Regions from separate parts of the Ovis aries genome. Here region 2 is linked to region 1. The links are chromatin contacts, called in public Hi-C maps. All regions are on one chromosome and are shown on one strand. The core of a region is the stretch at or near the end of the contact, and the rest is flanking DNA. Distances in the headings are between cores, read along the strand shown. Region 1 has its middle 110 kb from the start of TRNAS-GGA. Region 2 holds the start of MEIS1 (Meis homeobox 1).

The links. A called contact is a pair of places that touch in the nucleus more often than the background predicts.
Region 2: a Hi-C map of tail adipose tissue shows a contact between it and region 1, with 7 times the contacts expected there. The contact joins the promoter of MEIS1 here to the enhancer-like site in region 1. A contact is called at or near these places in 3 of 16 Hi-C or Micro-C datasets (hypothalamus, muscle and tail adipose tissue).

The regions. Positions count from the first base shown.
Region 1 is chr3:40,435,116-40,440,632 of ARS-UI_Ramb_v3.0, forward strand. No RefSeq gene overlaps it. Among named protein-coding and RNA genes, the nearest start is that of TRNAS-GGA, 110 kb to the left of the region's middle. Within about 2 kb of position 2,991, at least 17 of the 54 cell types and tissues checked have an H3K27ac peak or open chromatin away from gene starts, as enhancers often do. A contact at or near this core is called in hypothalamus and tail adipose tissue, where this site is marked.
Region 2 is chr3:41,932,595-41,938,111 of ARS-UI_Ramb_v3.0, forward strand. MEIS1 (Meis homeobox 1) reads right to left here and starts at 3,448. Exons shown (of 11, transcript XM_060413859.1): 1 at 2,765-3,448; 2 at 684-910. The coding sequence starts at 2,776.

The DNA of each region.
Region 1 (5,517 bases), core at 1,741-4,240:
AGCCTCCCTTGCAGCTAGAAGTTAGCAATTAGATTAAGAAGTTGTTGGAGACTTCCCGGGAGGTCCAGTGGTTGGGACTTCGCCTTCCAATGCAGGGAGTGCAGGTTTGACACCAGCTCAGGGAGTTAAGATCCCACATACCTCACAGCCAAAAATCCAAAACAGAAAACAGAAGCAGTATTGCAACAAATTCAATAAAGACTTTAAAAATGGTCCATACCAAAAATGAAAATCCTAAAAAATGTTATTCCCTGAGACTTTCAGGGAAGCTCCTTGAGAAGGGAAAAACAGCTGATACATATCTCATCTTCGTTTTTTTCTTTCCTCCCCCTTCATTTTTCCCACTCCATGTTTGGATATGAATGTGACCACTGGAGCCTCTCCAAAGCCATCTTTGATCATAGGGCAACCTTGAAGATGGGAACTGCATCTTAAGATGATGGAGCCTAAACCCAGAGGGAGCCTTACACCACAGCCCTGCCATGCAATCCCAGACGGTTTTGTTCTTGACTTCTTTCACATGAGTAGGAAGTGAATTTATTTAATCACTACTGCTTCCAGACTCTGCTACTAGCAGCCAGTGTCATTCCTAACTGATACATGTGCGTTCCCCCCAGTGAGTAGTGCCCTTGTTTCTTTGCTGCTAGCTCCTGGAAACACTGTCTGTCAGTCCATGCTGATTCACAAGCCCCTACAAGAGCAAAGTTGGACCCAGCTTCTGCTAATGAGCAGAGGAGTTGCTTGTGAACACAATGCTGGGATTATAAAGTGCTGGCAGCCGCGCCAGAATAGGAAGGTCAGATGGAAAATCATGCCAGTAAATATTTTCAGTGAATATCCTGTCCCCTTCTAGTGCCCTCCAAATACCATAGCCCAGACGCCCAGTTCAGGTGGTAGGACTGCAGCCTCTCTTCCCCAGAGTCATCATTTCTGTCTGTGGGAGAATGATGAGGGTCTTGGGTACCACTCCAAATTTTTCTCTGTGTAGCTAGCTATTCCACAGAAGCCTATATTTGTTCTGACTTGTAACTGAAATCCTTGTTTGTCTGAATTTCTTTTCCTTGGCAACTTCATCTGTAATCTCAAAGATGGTAGCTGCAATTCACTTAGCTAATCTCACCCACGTTTGGCTCAGTGACACTGCGCTGGCAAGGTTCGGAAGACTAGGGGATACGGCCTCGGTCCACTCGCTATAGCAGTGTCCTCTTGACTGTTTACTAGGGGCTCTGTAGTGCTCTTTCCACTTTGACTTTGTTTCAAGGAAAAATTTCAGGGAACGATTTCAGAAAGATTTCTATAATTCCTAAATTGCTGTCTCATCACTGAGGTAGTTAAACTTCCAGTGGGATCTTGGCACATTCCTGAGACTAAAATAACCTAGAACAAATCTAAGGCAGTAGACCTGGTAAGGCCAAATATTCTCTTCTGGTTTTCCTTTTATGTGTGGTTTGGTAACCGTGGGCCAAATCTGAGTGCATTTATCAAAGGCAGCTGCTGGTATCATTGAAATCGAACTCATAAATTAGGGCAACAGCATTGCCCACTGTAAGTGACTTTTGAGTAGTTTCATATAAACGTGATGGTGAGTTTGGTCCAACCTTATTTAGGATCACATATTACTCACATAATCACATATACTTCACATATCCCAAATATTGCTTACATGTAGGATTGATTAGGTGGGTGAGGTTGCCAGTTATGGGGGGGGTATTAAACAAATATTTGCTGTCTAATGATTTGAAAACAGTTTTGCAAGACTGTTATGGTAGAAGAAATTTCTTCCTCTTGGAATAATTTATAGTTAAATACACATAAATTATGGCCAGAAGAAGGAAGGAGTTTGTATAGAGACAATATATCCTTACTTTTGAAAACTTTTCTCACTATATATGAATTTAACCCAAACTGAAGACTTTACTTTCCTTTTGTTGAGACTTTAAATATAACAAACTTAAAATTGCAGGGTAGCAAGTAGTAGGAGATTCAGGGTCTCTGGGTTGAATAAATGTACTCAAGAAAAAAAAATCAGCTCACCCAGCACAGACTGCTAATTTCATAGAGTCAAAATTTATTATTATTTTATAAGCCTGAAGTAATTCTATAATATGCCACAATAGAAATACAGTGTAATGCATAAGATGTGTATTTAATTTAAAATTTTTTAGTAGCCACATTATAAAATATGAAAAGAAATAGGTGAAATTAATAGATCTTGTTTAACCCAGTATAATCCACATATTATCATTTCAGCAGGTGATGAGTGTAGGAAATTGCCAAGATATGTGACATTGTTTTGCAGCCTATCTCAGTTTAAGCTGGCCATATTTAAGTGAACAGTAGCCACATGTGACTGGTGGCCTCTGTTTTAGCAGAATGGGCCTAAAGCAGGGTGGTTGTGTCAGATTTACACAGTTCCCTTCCCAGCTAAACAGACCTGTGCCTAAAGAACTGATTTTTTCTTTTTTTACCATATGTAAAATAGATGGTCAGTGGGAATTTGCTGTTTGACACAGGGATCTCAAACCTGGTGCTCTGTGACAACCTAGAGGGGTGGGATGGAGTGGGAGGTGGGAGGGAGGTTTAAGAGGGAGGTTCAAGAGGGAGGGGACATATGTATACCTAAGGCTGATTCATGTTGATGTATGGCAGAAACCAACCCAATATTATAAAGCGATTATCCTCCAATTAAAAAAAAAAGAATTGGTGTTTTGATCCTGAGTTTTCACCCTCATACACTTACATTTCTGCTCAGAGAGCTAACATCTCTTAAGACATTCCAGGAATGCAAATGGTCAGCTTAAAAGAAGACCCTCAGGGCTGCTGGAGAACCAGGCCTTTTGAACAGAAGGGGAAATATTCCTAAATTAGGCAGGCTCTAGATTTCACTTTTCCTGGAAGGAAGTTTTTACCCCCTCCAAACAGGAAGGTGCAAGGTGTTCACTTTTTCACCTGTAGGGGGAGCTCTTGTCACTTCACTCGCTGAAATTCCAACTCTGGTTCTCAGACGCCAGCAGCTCGGAGTTCTTTCACCTGGGTCTGCGGAGAGTTTGTTTTTGGCTCCAAATCAGTAGTGCTTTCGCAATCTCCACACGTTACGGCTGCTGAAATGCTAGGACACCAGCCGGGTGGCGGCTTGAGTCTTGTGATTCCCAGGCAGTCCGGCGAAATGATAAACAAAAGTCTTTTGTGCAATATTAATAAGCTTTAAGCACTCCCCAGCCGAGCCCCTTGTCATCCAAGTAAGTCATGTGTATCAAAAGCCCTTATATGTGAAAGTTTGTTTTCATATCTGGCCAGCGTTGAATGGGAGCCCCCTTTGCCATGTTGTAAAACAAACATTTGTTTATTTTGTGAACAGTGCTGGCAGTATGATACAGGAACCGGGCCTGAATGCAGGGACCCCTTTCCAAGGAGGCGCCTTTGAAAAACCTTTCTGCTGCTCCATTCCGACTGTCAACTGATCTTGAGTTCTGTTTACATTAAGACAATAACAGTGTTTCCTAAATAAATAAGTCAGGGGCACCCATGAGCCTTAATAAAACCCTATAAATGGGTTGAGGACTGGGGGGAGGGGGAGTTTTTGTGCAGTGCAGAAACAATGGCTAGTTCATCTTACAGTTTTCTGAGGCCTGTGTTTTTAAGATAGAAGGGGGCCTTTGTGTTAATTGCACTGATAAAATTCTCCTGATAGAGCATCCCCTGGAAAGCTGGGACAAAAGATGTGACATTTCGCCCCGTGTGAATGCCACACTGCCAGACATTTTCTAAAGCAGAGACATCCAGTAGATCTGCTAACCTCTCCTGGTGTGCAGAGAAAATAAATAAAAACTGTAAAACTAAACCATCTGCCGCTGGGGGTGTCTGGCTTTTTTCTTGGTTGGTTTGGAGCTTCCAGAAATCCGTTTTGGTTTCTGACTTGTCAAGTCGTCTTCAGGCACAACAGAAGAAAAGGCAGGCTCCTACCATAGAGGGGGTCATGCTCACCGAGAGTTGGGGTGTTGGTGGATTTCCTAGGGGAGCAGAAATTTCAGCTCATTACTAGAAATTACATTTCTGAGCAAAAGACCGCATTCTAGGTGAGGACTAGAGGCTGAAGATGGGAAATAAATAGGGCTCGCTGAATGTAACTTAAAAAAGTATATTATATATATAGCACAAATGAACTTACCTAGAAACAGAAGCAGACCCACAGACACAGAGAATAGGCTTGTGGTTGCCAGAGGGAAGGGGAGCTGGGGGAGGGATGGATTGGAAGTTTGGGGTTAGCAGATGCAAACTATTATACCTAGATTGGATAAACAACAAGGTCCTACTGTATAGCACAGGGAACTGTATTCAATATTCTGTGAGAAATCATAATGAAAAAGAATAGAAAAAATTATATATCTGTATAACTGTACTGTATATATGTAATCACTTTGCTGTACAGCAGAAACTTAACACAATATTGTAAATCAACTAGGTGTGTGAAGTTACTTCAGCTGAGTCCAACTCTTTGCAGGCCTATGGACTGTAGCCCGCTAGGCTCCTTGGTCCATGGAATTCTCTGGGCAAGAATACTGGAGTGGGTTACCATGCTCTTCTCCAGGGGATCTTCTCGACCCAGGGATGGAACCTGCATCTCTTGTGTCTTCTGCATTGGCAGGTGGATTCTTTACCATTAGCACCAACTTTAATATAAGAAATTAAAAAAATATATTTTGTAAATACTATAGTGCCATCATATAAATTCTCTAAAATAGACTTTCTCTTATAAGTATTTTCAGTTATAAGGATTCCTTATTTGCTGTGTTCTATGGAAACATATTTTAATATGAGTTAATCCTAATATTCATATAAGTTGATTATTTGCTTTTGGGGGGTTGGCATCCTTTCATATGCACTTTTCCAAGTTATCACCTCATCTTTATATTCACCGCTTTCTGTACATCTACAGTCTTCCAAGTAGATACATCACAATTTACATATTTCTTTCCTTATTCTTGGAAATTTAGAATGCGCATGATTTTTCACTATTACAAATAATACTACAATGCCATAAATTCTTTCTTTGGGGGGCAATATTTAATGGAGATAAGTCCTCAGCCTATGAATACTTGAGGCTTTTTAATATATAATATCATATTGTTTCCCAGAAGAATTTTCAAAAAAGGCAATTTATTTTTCAGGCTGTAACGGCTACCTTCTTTTGCAATTTTAGATCATTTTGGTTCTTGTTTTGGAGGGGTGTGCTCTGTGGCTTGTGGAATCTTATTTCCCTGACCAGGGATTGAACCCTTGTCCTCAGCAGTGAGAGCATGGAGTCCTAACCACTTGCCAGGGAATTTCCAGCTACCTCTTTTTTAACAGTGTATTCTCTTTACTTTTGCACCCCTCTTGTCCCTGTTATTTTCCCTGGACAATCCGTCCACCATCAGAAGCTCCCCTAAATCCCCCCACATAAATGTTCCATCTTCTTATAAGGCTGATTCTGGGATGTTGCCCCTCACGGCCTCTTTAGATGACTATATCAAATGA
Region 2 (5,517 bases), core at 2,198-4,697, 1.5 Mb after region 1:
GAGCACCCCGCATCTACTTCTAAATCCTGCAAGTTTCGCCCTTAAACACAAAGTCCTAAAACGGCCAGAAGTTTCTTAAGGTCTGTAACAATTCACAGTGAGCTCCTCTCCTCGACTACAGTGGTCAAACTCCATAAATGCAAAGCCTGTTCCCCTTTGCCTGACCTGCAACTGTCCTCCCTTGATTTTATTGTGCGGTGGCAAGGCCAGCATACGGTGGCTGAGTAAACTTAGCAAGTCAGAACAATCAGTGGCTTAAAAGATTTTCCTTTAAACTAAAAGTTTCGTTGCAACACAAAGGCGCCTACGTTTAGAAATCCCCAACACTCTCCCCGAGAAGTCGAGCAAGTGAGGACTCCAACCCGCTGAACTACGGAGCCGGAGTCTGCGGGGGGTGGTGGGAGGCCGAGGGACCTTTGGCAACTTCCGCACGGCGACCCCTCCGCGGGCATGGCCTCGGAGGAGCTGGACACTGGACCCGCCCGGAGCCTGAGCGGAGACGGGGGCGGGGGGCGTCTGGGCTGGCCGCCTCCCCCAATCTCCATGCAAAGAGAATGAAAAGTCACCGAATAATGTACCTCCAAATCCAGAGAGCTCTGACTTTCCTCCTATCGAGGGCAAAGGGAAATGGGGAAAGAAAGCCTCGCCTCGAAACTGCTGAACCTGCTGCCCGTCGTACCTACCCATAAATGGCATCTTTATCTCTCTTTAAAGCGTCATTGACCGAGGAACCCATGCTGGGAGCCATGGCGTTGGTGTGGGCTGTGTGCGGATACTGATGCGAGTGCAGAGGAGGCCCGTGGTTCAGGTGGTGGACGGGCTGCATGGACCTGGCCGCATGCGGGTCCCCATACATCGTGGAGGGAATGCCTACTCCATCCATGCCCCCGTAATGGGGAAGATCGTCGTACTGCATGACAAACGGGAGAGAAACAAGATTCAGAAGGCCAGGCAGGCACATAGGGCAGACAGCAGGGCACGGAGCTTATACAACGTCAGTCCAGCTGGATCCTTAACCCCGAATTCGGGGGCCTGGCCTCTCTGTAATGGAGATTTCTCATTAAAAAAAAAATTTTTTTTAAGGTAAAAATTCTAGGATTCTCAGTGAGACTCGGCTAGATGGAATGGTCTTGCCCTAACTTGTGTCCCTATCAACTAGTCAGAAATTCAGGATCCTTTGGCAAGGAAGGAAGGAAGAAAGAAGGAAGAAAGGGAGGCATTCTCCCGGAGGGCGGAAGGTAAATTGTGCATGTCTCTAGAGGAGGAAATTCAAAATCACAATAATAAAACGTGCCAGGACAGTGCAACAAACCTGCCTAGTTTCACAGCCCCTTCCCATCAGGGAGAATTAAAAAAAAAAAAAGTTACGATGAGAACAGCTAAGCCAAGCACGTGAATTCAGACAGGCTTCTCATTTTATTTCCCTGCCAGCGTGGGGTTAGGCAGTCCTGCAAGACACTGCATTTCCTTTGCTCTCCAAGACAAACTCTGCAAAATCATACAAAACTAACTGCCCCCTTTATAAATGAAACTCAGAGAAGGGTAACTTCTCTTGGACATTAGGGCTGAATTTAGAATTAGCCAATATTACCCCCGAGTTAAAAGAAAATGTATAGTTGGAGCAGTTACACTACATTTTTTCTACTGCTATGAACTTTCTCCCTAAACTAGAAGGCAGTGAGGTAGATGTTAGTCATCAGGTTTAAAGCAAATTTAAAAGTAAATGCACATTCATTCTACCACCCCCCCATCTTCCTTCTCCAGAAAAACTACTTTCATATTGTCATTATTTTTGTGTGCAAAATTTAGCTATTGAGGTTTTTCTCATTGCTTCATTTCAGGCAAGTTCTTTTCCCAAGATTTGGAGGCACCGAGAGTGAAATGATTTTCAAAGAGGAATTGCCACTTTCATCTCCTTAAAGCCAGAGGTGTGAAAAGAGTTTGGAAGAACGCTGACATTTGCCTGAACCAAAGGAGTAAAGAAAAAATGTGTCAGCCTAGTAACTTTCTTTTGCAAACAGCGCTTTGAGGGCCAGGGCACAATTTATGCAAGGAAGGCTTTTTGTAGATCCCCTTTCTTTAAAGAAACTACCTCTGTTGGGTTGTCATTGTCTCACTTTACTCTCACTACATTTCCATTCAAATAGGAATATTGGGGAAATTAGTATTGCATTTTTAAAGTGAATAGTTGTGTGCTTAGTATCCAATTAGTGTAGGGCTTTGCTAAGAAAAACTTACAAAATATTACCTTGTATAAAAAGTCACGTACATTAAAATTACTTTAAAAAGATGAATGCTTTCCGACCCCCCCCAAAACTGTTGTACTATGACAGTTATTTGCTTAAAAATGCTAAACCCTTCCAGTGATATTAAAGAGCATAATCAATAACATATCAGAAGTTTCTCACTGCTTATTTTAGTTTAAAAATAGCTTTAAACTTCTGCTCCTTGAATGTTCAGGCTATATAACATCAAGTATCCAGCGCTTTTTGATTTTTAAACAGATGATTGTCCGAGCTTGTATTTTTATTTATATAGCTGCTGGTTAGGAACCTATAGGAAACTTGATTACTTGAATTAACAATTACATGTAACATGCATAAGTCTACAAATGCATTGACTAAATCCTCTTGCTTTAGGCCACGGCTTTAGGAGCCTCATTCAAAAAAAGACAGAGAAAAAAGGAAACTTTTTAGCAGTGTCTTTCAGCCACGTTTCAATTTAATCTCACATTTGAGTTCCACAATTGTTTTTTAATACGTACCCTTTGCGCCATCGGCCTCCCTGGCTCCCTTCCTACTTCAACTTCTAATATATCCTCTTTAAGGCCAGTGTGAAAAGAAACAAATACGTAAACTCCCCCGGAAAAAAAAAAAAAAAAAAGCACGACGAAAAATCCCTTAACGTCTCCAGCAACGTGAGCTACTGGTCCCAGATCTTCGGTCTACGGGACCTGAAGCAAAGCGCCCGAGTCACTGAGCATAAAAGCGCTCCGTTTCCAAGACAGCAGCAGGGGCAAGGAAAAAAAAAAAAAAAAAGCAGATCTTCTCTCCCCAAAAAATCAGTTAAAAAAAAAAAAAAGCGCGCCCCTCAGACCCAACTACCAAATCTCATGGCTTTCTGCCACTCCGGCTGTCAATCACAGGCGAGGTTGTCAACGTGGTGAATGAATGATCATCCGCTCTGTCTTCTTCTGGTCAGAACACCTCAAATGTGAATATTCAAATGCACAAAGCCCTAGCGTTCGCTTCCCTTGAATCAGTCCTAATTCCTAATCAGTTTCTCTCTTCTCTCGCTCGCTCTCTCTTTCTCTCTCTCTCTCTCTCCGTCTTTGCAACTGCTGCACTGGAGGGAGATTAGAGGAGGAGGTTTAAAAAAAATGTCTGTCTGAGTTTGTCTTAAAGGAGCCACGATCGATGCTGCCCGCTTGCAGTCCCCGTGCGTGTGTAAAGTGTGTGTTGCACAGGCGGAGAGGTGGATTCCGACCAGAATGCTAGAACCCGGAAGTAGTGGTGGCCATAACAGGTCGCGTCTTACACAATGCATTGGGCTGCAGCAAGTAGACTCCTCGGCAGGGGTGGGTGCGCGAAGCGAGCTCTGGCCGCACTGGAGAGGCAGAAAGGCGCTCCATTAAATCGCACGCCCAGGCACAAACACCCACACACCCAGGGCACACGCGCACAAGCGCAGGCAGAAGCCCCCCGCCGCCGGTTTTATTTTCCGTATTCTTTTCTCTCCCTCCCCCTCCAGACTCTCTCCCCAAAGCTCTCTTGAAATAAACCGGGAATAAACGCGGGACAAACCGCAGCGGGAGTGTTTTTTGCACAGGGTTCGGCGGATAGACTTCCTGACTTTCCTCGAAATTATTGGGGTCTGACTGTGTTTTTCGGGTCGGAGGGGGGGGGGGCTGATGCAGAAAGTAGTGGATTCTTAGAACCAATACTCCACGTATAAAAGTCAAACCGAGAGCGAAGAGGAAGAGGAGAGCAGGAGCAAGGCTGCGAAAGGGTCTGCTTAGGAGTTCTGAGAACGTGGGGTGGGGATGGCTGGGGCTTTCTGCAGATCTAGCTTAAGAGTTTTTTGTTTTGTTTTGTTTTGTTTTTGCTGTCAGAGGTGGACACTCGCCCCGAGAAAGCAAATGCTTGTCTTTTCTCATTCTGGGGGTCTGAACCTCCCCATCTCCTAGTCCCGGAGGCCCCAGCCCCAGCCCCGGCGTCCTGCGCGAAGTGAGAGAGGAAGGGAGGGAACAATGAGCCGAGAGCCGGGAATGTGCCCCCAGCGCCTGTTTACAAACACGAAGCTATTTATGATCGCTGGAAAGCGAAACCCGACTCGGGCTCGGAGCAGCCCAGACCTCGCGGATGGAGCCCGGGTCAGGAGCCGCGGGGAGTGAAGCTCTTTCTCCGACCGGCTCCCGAAGAGACGGCCGTGCGCCCAGGGCGCGGCGCGGCGCGGCGGGGTCGGCGCGCTCGGCTAGGGCTACAGCCGCGCCGCCTTTGTCTTCGAGGCGCCGAGGGGCTCCGGCCTCCGCCGTGCTCTTTCCGCGGCGACGCCCCGCGCTCTTCTTCCCGGACCTTCTTACCCTTACTCCGCTTTTCAGTCCCCAGTCCGGCGCAGGGAAAAAACTCCCAGTGCCAAAGAAAAAGAAATTCACTTCAGGGGTTGAAATTTCAGACAAAAAGCTGCCCCTACCCACAACTCGGAGGCCCCAACCAGCCACTAGTGTGAACTTTCTCCTTTTAAATACCTATTCTCCAGTTTAAACAAGAAAATTCCTTTTCTTTATTCTCCCACTCTAAACCTGTCTTTTATTATTGTATTTAGTGGTGCCATTTTCATTTTTCTGCCCGCCCGGCTCTGATATGCCGAGATGGCTCAGTCGTAGCCGCTCGACCAGCGGGCTGGAAACCTCACATCCCGGAGCAGGGCTCGCAGCTCGCTCGGCTCGGAGCAGGATTTTTTTTTTTCCTCCCTCGACAGAAACCTCGCAGAAAACTCCCCCTGCGGTCGACTGGAAAATGAGCTCACCCAAATCTCGGTAGGCAGCCGGGAGGAGGGCTCGACCAATCAGAAGGCGCCCTTGCCAAGGCTGCCGCGCATTGGCTGCGGGGAAAATCAATTATCAAATAATCGATCAGCAGGGAGCTTCGATCTGCCGGGAATGCAAACTGCCAGTCCCGATTCCCGCCCTGATGGTGGCCAAAAGGCTGACTCTCCCAAAGCAGCCGGCCCCTTGCTTGCTTCGCCCCTACCTTCTTCCCACACGGCCAGCTGCGGACCAACCCTCACCCCGAAGCGGGGGAGGTGTAAGTAGGGAGAAGAGTTTTGAGAAAGATTAGGGCTCGCATCCTCAGAGACTGGAAAAGATCAGGAGTTCTAACATGTAAGAAGACAACTCTAAACGCGCAAACTAAAAGAGAATTCTCATCAGTCCAAGAGACAAAACTCAAGTTTCTGTTTAAGTGGGCTTTGGAGGAGCAGGGGACCCAGGGCGAACATCAGAACATAGATCTGGAA